4 separate regions of the Mus musculus genome follow, and all the other regions are linked to region 2. A link is a contact called in public HiChIP or PLAC-seq data. All regions are on one chromosome and are shown on one strand. The core of a region is the stretch at or near the end of the contact, and the rest is flanking DNA. Distances in the headings are between cores, read along the strand shown.

Evidence for each region. HiChIP or PLAC-seq counts read pairs in DNA pulled down with a chosen protein or histone mark.
Region 1: an H3K4me3 HiChIP or PLAC-seq map of bone marrow-derived macrophages shows a contact between it and region 2, with 3 times the contacts expected there. The contact joins the enhancer-like site here to the promoter of Pofut1 in region 2. A contact is called at or near these places in 21 of 39 promoter capture datasets (the 3T3-L1 cell line, 3T3-L1-derived adipocytes, the HPC-7 cell line and 13 more), 4 of 15 datasets of contacts at CTCF or cohesin (CD8 T cells, the NIH/3T3 cell line, pro-B cells and 1 more), 14 of 484 Hi-C or Micro-C datasets (the N1E-115 cell line, the P5424 cell line, adipose-derived mesenchymal stem cells and 8 more), 20 of 115 datasets of contacts at active chromatin or transcription factors (CD8 T cells, the HPC-7 cell line, the SCID.adh cell line and 13 more) and 4 of 9 other capture datasets (adipose tissue, liver, macrophages and 1 more).
Region 3: an H3K4me3 HiChIP or PLAC-seq map of embryonic stem cells shows a contact between it and region 2, with 16 read pairs. The contact joins the promoter of Hck here to the promoter of Pofut1 in region 2. A contact is called at or near these places in 1 of 39 promoter capture datasets (the SN4741 cell line), 1 of 484 Hi-C or Micro-C datasets (embryonic stem cells), 4 of 115 datasets of contacts at active chromatin or transcription factors (bone marrow-derived macrophages and embryonic stem cells) and 4 of 9 other capture datasets (adipose tissue, liver, macrophages and 1 more).
Region 4: an H3K4me3 HiChIP or PLAC-seq map of the SCID.adh cell line shows a contact between it and region 2, with 15 read pairs. The contact joins the enhancer-like site here to the promoter of Pofut1 in region 2. A contact is called at or near these places in 8 of 39 promoter capture datasets (the 3T3-L1 cell line, the HPC-7 cell line, cranial neural crest and 5 more), 8 of 115 datasets of contacts at active chromatin or transcription factors (the SCID.adh cell line, embryonic forebrain, embryonic limb bud and 4 more) and 5 of 9 other capture datasets (adipose tissue, embryonic stem cells, liver and 2 more).

Annotation. Positions count from the first base shown.
Region 1 is chr2:153,413,516-153,416,215 of GRCm38.p6, reverse strand. All of the region lies in intron 10 of Nol4l (nucleolar protein 4-like), which reads left to right. It also overlaps the pseudogene Gm14472. Among named protein-coding and RNA genes, the nearest start is that of Asxl1, 69 kb to the right of the region's middle. Within about 2 kb of position 1,410, at least 16 of the 459 cell types and tissues checked have an H3K27ac peak or open chromatin away from gene starts, as enhancers often do. A contact at or near this core is called in bone marrow-derived macrophages and cortical glia, where this site is marked.
Region 2 is chr2:153,240,144-153,242,843 of GRCm38.p6, reverse strand. Pofut1 (protein O-fucosyltransferase 1) reads right to left here and starts at 1,312. Exons shown (of 7, transcript NM_080463.3): 1 at 1,119-1,312. The coding sequence starts at 1,257. Plagl2 (pleiomorphic adenoma gene-like 2) reads left to right here and starts at 1,486. Exons shown (of 3, transcript NM_018807.5): 1 at 1,486-1,568.
Region 3 is chr2:153,107,191-153,109,890 of GRCm38.p6, reverse strand. It overlaps Hck (hemopoietic cell kinase), which reads right to left and starts at 1,423. Exons shown (of 13, transcript NM_010407.4): 1 at 1,137-1,423. The coding sequence starts at 1,198.
Region 4 is chr2:153,464,301-153,467,000 of GRCm38.p6, reverse strand. All of the region lies in intron 4 of Nol4l (nucleolar protein 4-like), which reads left to right. Among named protein-coding and RNA genes, the nearest start is that of Nol4l, 64 kb to the left of the region's middle. Within about 2 kb of position 1,345, at least 3 of the 459 cell types and tissues checked have an H3K27ac peak or open chromatin away from gene starts, as enhancers often do. A contact at or near this core is called in the SCID.adh cell line, where this site is marked.

The DNA.
Region 1 (2,700 bases), core at 161-2,660, 170 kb before region 2:
CCCATGGTGCCCCCATTTAAGTCGTCTGGGAGATGGTTAAACATTAGGTTGGTTCTTCTGCTCCATACCTAAACTGGGCAGCTTGACAAGTGCTTCCAGGAACCTCTGCAGGTGCCACTCCCCACCCCAAGGGAGGGAGGAAGAGGGGGAAGACAGATTCCTCCTACACCTCTGGTGGCATGAGGTATTCTGTCTTACATGGGGGCAGATCAGCCATCAAGACCTTCTCTAGCAGGGGCAACAGGGAGAGAAGGGTCAGGGGGCTACTAGGCATACAAGGGCTGTGACCTGTGTCTGGCCTCCATCATCCTGTTCTGTCCAACCCTGTGATGAAAATGTTTTCAGGGACAGGGCAGAGGCAGTGTGCCTCTGTGTTATTCAGGGGCCAAGGAGTGAAGGAAAGTGAAGACATCAAGCTGCTGTCTTAAGGGGGCAGGTAGAAGAAAAAGCACTTTCTGGCAGGCGAGCTCTGGGTTTAGGAGACCCCTTGACTGTTCCTGGGTAGCAAGGAAGAGGGCCGGTTCCTAGCCCTGGTAGAAAGGCCAGGCCATCTCCACCCACCCCTTGCTTCATCTTGCATGCTTACTGTGCCCCACAACTGGGAAGGAAGTGCTGGTGTCTGGAAGGTTCCTGCCTGGGCTTAGCCTCTCATCCCTTCTAATGCGTCTTAACCTAAAATAAGAGGCTGGCTGGCCTAATCCCTAGAGCCAGGCCAGCATGGTGCACACCAGGGGTAGAATGGCTGATCCAGAGCCACTCTCCTTCCAGTCCCTTTGCTAGAGTTAGAGTATCTGACGTGGGTTTCAGGATCAGGAAAGTTAGAATGCTCTGGAACACTAGTACTAAGTGGCTATGGAGGAAGGTATAACCTGGTGCCCAGTCATGCCCGGGCAGCACATGGTAAAACTTTACCTGGTACATGCAGCATGGCCTGTGTTAGGACCACAGTTGTGGTGGCTCCCTGGCCTCTCACAAGTGTATGAGTCCTGAAAGACACGACCAACAGCCAGAGCTGAGATCAGGAGGCAGCTATCTGCTCCATGAATCCCATCTCTGAACATTCTGCTTCCTTGAAGATGGGTAGGACTGAGATCTGGTCATTTTCCTCCTTGCTAGGAACAGCCTTTTCCCATGAGCACTAGTGCCTCCAGCAGCTGGGGAAAATAAGCAGTAGCTACTGGGTCACAGAGCCATCCCTCCTTCCCACTGTCCTGCCAGTCACAGCCTTTCAGGTGATTGTTTGCTTCTGCTTGGACCCTACCACAGCTCTGCTAATGGCTCATCCTCCTCACTTTGCTCATGTTGTCACTGGAGATAGAAATGAGCTCAGATAAAATCAGACCCCGTCCCTCTAACCCGGGGTACTAGGCAGCTTGTGCCCATACTAGCCCACTAGGGGCCACTAGCAACCTGAGAATCCAGCTGTAACTGGAGCCTGTACAGAAATGGCTCCAGATCAGATCAGGGACTGGAGGGCTGGGGAGCTCTCTAAGCAGCAGTGAACAGTGAGCTGAGATTTGGGGATAGAGGGGGGAAAAGAAACCTGGGGCCACCTCTGACAGTGGCAGGTGGCCTCTGCTACCCCCAGGCATTGCCTAGATCAAAAGCAACCAGAGAAAATCAAATCTATTTCATCCCCTCCAAGTCTTGCAATTGGGATATCTAGAAGCTGGCAGAAGCTGCCACCATGGAAGCCACTCGCCTGCTGGGCTCTGTTTTTGACATACACATCTCTTTTTCCTCCCATATTTGATTTTAACAGACTTCACTGTTCTATATCTTAATTCCAAGAGCATTGCTATTTATTTTATTTATTTACTTATTTTATTTCACTATTTAAATGTTTTATTTCATGTCGGCCGGGGCTCCGTCCCAGGCTGCTTCATAGGTTCTCAATGGGCTGGTAGGGCCTGTACGGGTACTTCTTCTTCTTGTCCAGCTTGGTTTCTGGGAAGATCTCATTTGAGTCATCACTGGTCATCTGGTCAAAGGGAATTATGTTCCTCGTTTTCTCCAGCTGCTTCTCACACTCCTGGGTCCTGAGCTGAGGTCCAGACACAAACTCAGCACAGCTCTTCACATCCCCCGTCTCCTCTTGTCCACCAGGGCTGTGTGTTTATCCTCAGGCACAGGGATCTTCAGGGCATTATACTGCTTTTCAAAGTCATCCACCAAGCCAGGCTTGGCCACATTGGCCCTGTAGTAAGCCCAGTCAATCGCAGGTGGTTTCTCAGACAAACTAGCCAACCTGGGGTGGAGGGTCTCATTCCAGGACTTCAGGGCATTTCCAACTGCCTTCTGGTTTTGGGGCATGAGCTACACAAAAGATACCTAATCAATGGTTTTTAGAGCAAGTTTATGCCCAGCCATCTTGGGATACTTCACCAACCCCCGGCGGAGTGCTCTCTCTCTCTAACCTGTTATTTATTTTTGTGGTAGGGAGGGTACTTTACCCACTGAACTACACCCCTATCCCCAAGGAAACTTTTTAGCAAACTATCTACATTCTCTGGTCAAATGGGGAAAAATAACTGTGTTTACGAACTGTCCAGTCAGGGGCTAGAGAGATGGCTCAGCAGTTTTAAGAGCACTGGATGCTCTTCCAGAATACCTGGGCTTAATTCCTAGCACGTACATGGCAGCTCACAACTGTCTGTAACTCCAGTTCCAGGAGATCTGCCGCCCTCACATAGGCACACA
Region 2 (2,700 bases), core at 63-2,562:
CTGCCTCTGGCTTCTAGTGCTGAGATTAAAGTTGTATGCAAGCACATTTGGCTATCATCAATATGGCAGCCATTCATCCATTCCAGAAACACTGCAAGGCTGAAATGTGCCAGGTACTGTGCTAGATGTTATAATATAAAATCAGAAGGATAAGGTTTCTGTCCTCAAGGCATTCCATTCTAATTCAGGTTAGGAGACACTAAACATGAAAACAAATTCCTTATGGTATATTTTGATGATTGCAAGGGAAAAAATGAAAAGGTTTGGTGACAGGGAGACTCAGGAAATGACAAGTAGAGAGGTCAATGGAGTCCTCTTTGGTGACACGTATGTTGAGACTTCAAGGATGAGAAAGAGTTAGCAGAAATTATAGGAAGGTACTCCGAGAAGAATAGCTCATAGACCTTTATGTCTGTAAGCAATAGAAAGCCGGTTACTATGGCTGTAGCCAGAGGGCCATGGGAGAAGGGGTGTGGAGAAGAGTGGAGCCAATCTTGCAAGGTCAGGCCATCAGATGATGGCCATGGTCAGGAATGCAAGCTACTCAAGGATTGAGAGAAGGGATGGATTATATAATGATGATCCACGACTGCATTTAAGTTGCATCCCTCCGCTGGTTCTTAGGAGTCCTTGGTTATCTTTTATTACCCCAGTTTGAATCATCTTGTACAAATTCTGCACGCACTTAAAAACTTTTTATTGTCTGTCTTCCTAAAATGAAGAATCCTATGAGATTTATCTGTTTCATTCACCACCAGCACAGACAACAGCGCCTGGGACATTAAAAAAAAGGGGGGGGGGCATATAAATTCTTTGCTGAATGAATGCAAGAATTGCCACGAGACAGTGCGGGCAGGTCTTGTCCTACAAACTCCATCTACTGATCTGAGACTGATTAGACCTCGAGTGAGTCACTTAACTTCTCCCATCTGTCGAATGGCAAGTTGAACACCAATGGGTCCTCTGTACCCAGGCAAGTAGGGCAGGGAAGAACACAGGCCCTGCCCCTCTCTGGTGTTCTCCTCTGGACCTGAGAAGTCTCCGGGCGCCTCAGAGAAGTGGCTCCGCCTCCTCCGCCTCAGTTTCTCCGTTTAAGCAGAGGGTTCCGGAGGCCTTACCCATGCAGGGACAGTAGAGCAGGTAACCGGCCAGGTCCCAGGAGCCCGCTGACCGCCCGCGGAGCGGCAGCAACAGCAGCAGAAGCAGGAAAGACGCCCGCAGCAGCAGGTGTGGCGGTGCCCACGCGGCGGCGCCCATGTCGACGGCAGAGCCCCAGAGTGCCACGGCCCGGAGGCGGGGAGGGGGTGGGAGGGAAGAAGAGGCGCGAGTGGCCGCCCCGCTCCCAGTGCTCCCCGCGCGCCGCCCGCGCGCCGGCTGGGCCTCTCTAGCCCGCGGGCGGGCGGGACCATAGAGAGCCCGCGGCACCGCCCCCTCCACGACCCGAGCGCCCGCTCGCGCGGCTCCCACAATGCACCGCACAATGGCCCGACCGCCGCCACTACCGGGGCCTGAGCGGGCCTGGCGGAGCCCGAGCGCGGCCCGGCCCGCAGCGCGGGGTCCCGAGCGCAGTGAGTGCCGGCGAGGGTCCTGGGGGATGGTGGGGAGCGGGGCGGGAGGCCGTCGCGCTGCGCCCACACGCCCGGCTCTCGGAGCGGCGGCGCCCCTCACTTCGGGCCGCCCAGCGCGGTCGCCCACACCCCTGAGTAGGGGCCCCCTTTGCTCTAGCCGGGCCCCCGATAGGCCCCGTAGTGACGAAAACGTTCCCCGGACCTCAGACCTGTGCCCAGGGGACCGGAACAAGCCTTTCAGGCTCCCTCCATTCCTAGACCTGGAAACTCAGCCTGAGGGTCCCCTAGTCTGGACCCCCCAGACTCCCTGGAGACCCAGATAACACGCAGCTAACCTTCCTCGGGATCGCGGTCTGGGGGGCATAGATAAGCTGCACCTGTTCCCACCCTCGGACACGCCTACCCCGACCCACATAACCTTCCTTTTCCTGCTCCAAATAGTCTGCTCTAAGCTCTTTCGTTTTCCAGACTTTCATAAACCTGCTTTCAGGCTTTTCTGCAGTACCTCGGGCCGAAGAACCCAAAATAAAGCCCTAGCTGAAGTTCCCTTCCCAGTGATCATATTGTGGAAAGTTTAGGCATTTTCCTTCGGGAGGGTCCCATTTCTACACCCGTTTGAAATTCAGAGAACTCGCTCTTTCGACCTTTAGAATCTCCCTACCTCTTCCCCCCATGGGGTCTCTTAGAGACTCAAATAACGTGCTCGTAATTCTTTACCGTGCATGCTTGCTCTTCCCACCCCAGATCCTATTAGACTTTTTAGACTTACTATTGAATTCCCGTCTCTTGTCTCCACTCTTTACATCCACCTTCCAATTGTGGGGAGAATTTAACATTTCACACTACAAAATAGGGTAGTCTCTCCGCTGGCCTAAGGGCCAGACTTCCTACAACTTCAGCCCCATGCTTCAGTCCAGCTTGGAACAGATCGGGGTCGCGGGGGGGGGGGGGGGAGGGGGCGGTGGCGCGGTGGCGGGCCGCGTTCCTGGCCGTGTTGGGAGTTGGGGCTTTCACCTGCAAGCATACCGACTCCTGGCTTGTGTGTTTTTCCACCTGTCAGCCTGGGGCTGTGATAAGTCTGGCCTTGGGTTTCTAACCCTCTCCTCTTGGGGGAAAGGCTGCTAAGTTGCGG
Region 3 (2,700 bases), core at 174-2,673, 130 kb after region 2:
GAGGAAGGACCCTTGGGACCCACTAATCAGCCGGCCTCACCTACCCAGCAAAAGCCCCAGGCCGATGATAGACCCTGTCTCCAAAAGCAAGGTGGCCTTTGCTTGAAGAACAACATAGAGTCCTCTGGCCTCCACGTGTGTAGGAACCCCAGAGTACACACCAACCAGTGAACACATACAGAAGCACGTGTAACATACACAAATGTCTCTTTAAGACCTAATTTTCACTCCAGGATGCCTCGCTGTGCACTTGACATACAGAATTCTGCCACACTCGGAAATCCTAAACCCCTCTGATCAGGTGTAGTTTGGATAGGGAACATTCAACCTGTCCTCTTACCATCTCCATCCTGCAGCTATGCAAACAGAGGCACAGACAAACCAGGCTCTCTCTCCAGTACCCAGCAGCACTGCTCCCCTTCTCTGGACAACTCAGCTTCAGATGAATGTAAAACAGCCCATTTTACAGAGTTGGAAGCTGGAATCCAGAGAGTAGCCAGTGACATGCCCCAGTGTCACACAGAGGAGATGGTGGTAGATTGTGGTCTTTGTGTAAGAGGTTCTGGAGTTGGATGTACGCCTGTTAGGGGTTCAGCTGGGAAGGCAGGGGAAGATGTAAAAGAGGGGACTCAGATATACACCTATAGCCAGGCCTGGGTGTGGCAGGCATGGGCTTGTCTTGGCCGGGCTGTTCCTTTAGCCATGGCTGCTGTCTACCTGCGTGACCTGCCACCCACCCACCATCAATGGGAACTGAACGGGCCTTTCCCTCCCCTCCAGCTTCTTCTTCTTGGTGTGTGTGTGTGTGTGTGTGTGTGTGTGTGCAGAAGGGGAACCTGGTTAGACAGAGAAGCCTCAGCTCAGCACTGCCATTCCCCTGCCTGAGCTTCCTCTATCTAGGGCTATCCCAGGGTCGCCCTGGGTGGCGGCAATTCGCCTCACCTGGCCACCTGGGTACCCTCCACCTTTCGTAGACTGCGCATCCCACCGCCGGGGATCGGTTGCTCCTAGGACGGGTTCTTCCTTCCTCGGCACCCCCACAGCTCGCCCAGGATCTCAGATCCCTGGAGCCCGAGGTCTGCACGTTCTCGGGGACGGGGGTGTGTCCCATTCCCGCCCTCTCACCCCGCACTCACCTGGGCGCCCGCCCTTCGCTTCGTGGGCAGCCCGGATCCTCGCAGCTAGACCGACCCCCCAGCGCTGCGGCCCCTGGTGGCCCCGGACTTCAGAGCCCGGAGCAAGCGACGAAGACTTGCGGGCTACAGAGGCTGCGTTGGCGCTCGGAACGGGTCAGAGCCCCCTTCACGGGCGACTTTGGTCCCCTCCCACCCGTCTGAGAGCCGCCGCGGGGAGTGCAAGCTGGGAGCCGCAACCCAGTGGCGCTCACTGGCCATCTGGGCGCCTTAGCCGCACCCTGGGTGATGCAAACCCCGCCCCCAAATACCCCGACTCCGCCCTCTAAGAGCCTAACTCCCACTCTGGCTCTCTTGTCTCCTGCTCTAAATTCACCTCCAAAGAATTTCAGCATTTCTTTGCTAACCCTGTCCTCAAGGGCGCTAACCAGTCCTTGAAGGACTTACTCAGACACCAAGGTTTGACCCGCCCTCCCAAGATTCCCAGTCCCCCTCCCCCACTAGTGCGTTTAAGCCCCCCATGATGTAATGAGCCTGTCCAAAGGATTCTAAACCCTATCCCCAGAGATTTTGGACCCCTACCTAAGAGACCAAATACCCTTGGATTCCCTAAAGAATTGTAATATTTTACGTTTATTGTTTGACTGGTTGATTGTTTCCGTGTATGTGTGTAAGTACCCTGGAGCCTCAGAGCGGTGTAGAGGTTAGAGAACAATTTGGAGGACTAGGATCTTACCTTCCACCTTCCGAGTTCCGGGGACTGAACTCAAGCAGCCACGCTTGGCACCAGGCGTCTTTACCTGCAAAACCATCTGCCTCCTCCTGGGGAAAGATTTTCAATCTCACTTTCTATTCTGTTCCCAGTCCTAACCCCTACAAATTCTCTAGATTTGTAATCAAATTTTCTGAAAGGGTTTTAATCTCGAGAGCGCGCGCGCGCGCGCTTGTGTGTTCTAGAGAATGGAATCCAGGGCCTCTCTCTCCGTAGTTTGTACTACAGCCACCAGCCCCCTACGAGACCTTAATCCCATAGGTCCTAAATCCTGCACTGGAGCAATCAACCGATCCTATCCTTCCTTTCAAAGATCCTAAACCAGCCGCAGAAGGAATGTAGCTCCCTTTAAGTCTAACCACGCCCTGATAAGTCTAACCTCTCCCTCTAGGATTCTGGTGGGTCTCCACCGCCCTTCCACTTCGGTCCCTCCCACATGCAGCGGTTTTCCCTCCACCCGCCCACCCACCGCTTATTCAAACTCCATGCAAAGTCTGGCGCCCGCGGGAGTTCTTTGCCTTATTCTGGGCTGAATATGGGACTGCTCAGAGGACCTCCCAAGTTGAAGAGAGGAAGTCTTACTGGCAGACCACTGAGGTCCTGTTTGCATGGCATATTCCACTCAGCCTGAGACATCATTCAAAACGACAGGGACCAACACTCTCTAAACTGCAACACACACCTGCAGAAACGTACAGGAGTCCTCCCTCCTCTAGCCAGGCCAGACCACCAGTATCTCTCATTCATTCGCTTACGCGTGCATGTAGGCATGCGTTTAGCAGTACTATGTTTTAA
Region 4 (2,700 bases), core at 96-2,595, 220 kb before region 2:
GGTGAAGTTTCCAGGTATCACTTGTACATTCTGTCATCTACTCATTTGCATATTCACACATATATTATCCAACCCTCCATTCATCTGTCCTTTGTTGTTCTGTGATCTAGGCACTGGTAAAGATGCTAAGGAGGTGGCCTGGCCTGTGCCTGCGTGGTACCACAGCTCTGTGAAAGATAAGGGGAACTCAAGGCAATTAATTGTGTGGGCCTGCAGAGAGATCTCAGCAGTGAGTGCTAGTGGGTCCTCAACACAGAGGGACTGTCAACTGGTGCCTGCTCTGTGTCCAGTGTGTCCGGTTGATCCTTTGTACAAAGAACTTGCATATCACTCTCGTGCTACACATTTGATGGTCAGGCTTAAAATCACAGTCACCACTTGGGAGGCAGAGGCAGGCAGATTTTTGAGTTCCAGGACAGCCTGGTCTACAAAGTGAGTTCCAGGTCAGCCAGGGCTATCCAGAGAAACCCTGTCTTGAAAAACCAAAAAAAAAAAAAAAAAAAAAAAAAAAAAAAAAAAAAATCACAGTCACTAGGGCTGGAGAGATGGCTCAATGCTTAAGAGTACTGGCTGCTTTTCCAGAGGTCCTGAGTTCAATTCTCAGCAACCACATGGTGGCTCATAACCATCTGTAATGGGATCCAATGCCCTCTTCTAATGGGTCTGAGGACAGTGATGTTGTAAAACAAATAAACAATTAAAAAAAAAAAAAGACCACAGTAACTAAAATAATTAAAAACCCATGTCCTTCCCATCCCCAAGCCTGTTTGAGGCGCACTGCCTAGATAGAGGTGTTTGGGTGGAAAGCAGAGAGAAAGTGCTGTGAACATCCCACAGTTCCCACCCCACCCCCACCCCATTCCCCCACCCCACAGCTCCCACACCAACCCCACCCCCAACCCATGACCCACTCCCCACCTCTCACAGCAATCCCACCCCCACCCCATGCCCCAACATCCACCTCCCATGCCATGCCACGCCTCCCTTTTTTTTTTACTTTTCTGCTGCTGATTCTTCTTCTGGAAGGTGAAGTTTCCAGGTATCACTTGTACATTCTGTGGAACTGGGGTCAGGGAAGCTGAGAGAGAGAGCCTGCCTTAAGATGAGAAAGTAGGAAACAGGAAGGGGAACCTAGTGAGGGTGCAGGGACCCATGGACACCATGTCTGCCTTGTGACTCCATGTGCCTCAGTGGCCCCTGTGCCTGTGACTCCTGTGCCTCAGTGGTCCCTGTTGTCCTCAGTGGCCCCTGTTGTCCCCATTGCTCTTGAGGTACGTGTCTAAAGGGAGATCCTACCATATAAGTCACACATGGAAGCAGGGCCACCCTGCCTCCTTCCCTGTGCTAGCTTCATTTCCTGGAAGCTCCACTGCCCCCCAAATGTTCTGTCCAGAGGTAAAAACGGTCTACAACCTGCCTTTCCTCCCTCAGTGTTGATGTCTCAAAGGTTTTACTGTTCTCATGGCAGTGAGAAGTGGTGCAGTTTGAACTACTTCCTGTTCAGTCACCTGTGCCAGAGGATTTTCTGAGTCTTCTTCACCTGGAACCTGTAGACCCACTTGGGGTCTTCAGATGGTTTTCCCTCCTTCCCTGCAAAGCAAACAGTGGGCAGTGTTCTCAGTCAGGACAGAGCACCACCCCCACTTCAACCTGGGTTTAAGTTTTCAGTAGATCCACCACCTAGAAGCTGTGCGGCCCAGCCAAGGCATTCTACTTCTCTGTCCTCCAGTTACTTGAAGGTCAAAGGAACATACTTAGATCATCATTTTTTAAGACATTTAAAATTGTGTGTCTGTGTGTGGGCACGTGCACATGTGTGCTGGTGTCTGGGAGGCCAAAGATATAGAACCCCTTGGAGTTGGAGTTGTGAGTGGATGTGAGCCACCAGCTGGGAACTTGAGTCCTTTGCAAGAGCTTGTTCTGGACTACTGAGCTCTCTTTAGCTCATCCTTTTTATTTAAATTTCTTTGCCTATTTTATGTGTGTATATGGGGAGTGTGGCGTGCTACCGCAGAAGTGTGGAGGTCATAGGACACTTGCAGAGCATGGTTCTCTGCTTTCACCATGTAGCTCCTTGGATTGAGCTGAGACTGTCAGACTTGGCAGTGGCTACCCTTCTCTGCTGAATCATCTCACTGCCCCCACTTTTAAGGGGGTCAAGTGATGGAAGACACAGCAGGCACTGGGCTGGGCACATTAGGAGCACTTTATAAAGCTATTGATTTCTTATTTGTAGTGCTGGGGATGGAACATAGAGACTCACACATGCTAAGCAAGATCTTTATCACTGAGCCATCTCCCCCATCCCACCTCCACACCCCTCAGCTACCACATTCACTTCAAAAGGAAACAAAAACTATCTTAAGAGCTGGGCTGTAGCTCAGATAGCACTCTAATGGAGTGTTTTCCCAGCAAGCACGAAGCCCTGGGCTCAGTCCTCAGTGCCATAATAACCTGTGCCTGCAGTCCCAGCTCTAGGAAAGAGTCTCTGACACTCAGGATCATCAACAGATGTATAGTAAATTTGAGGCCAGTTGGTCCTTTGCTAGAAGAGCCCAAGAAAATGGAGAGCAAAGCTAACAAAAGCTAACAAAAAAGGGGGAAAGCATAGGCTTTGGCATATACATGTTACATTTAAACTATTTTTAAGTGTGTTAAGTGGCCTCAACTTCATCAAATCACATTGATAAACAACCATTA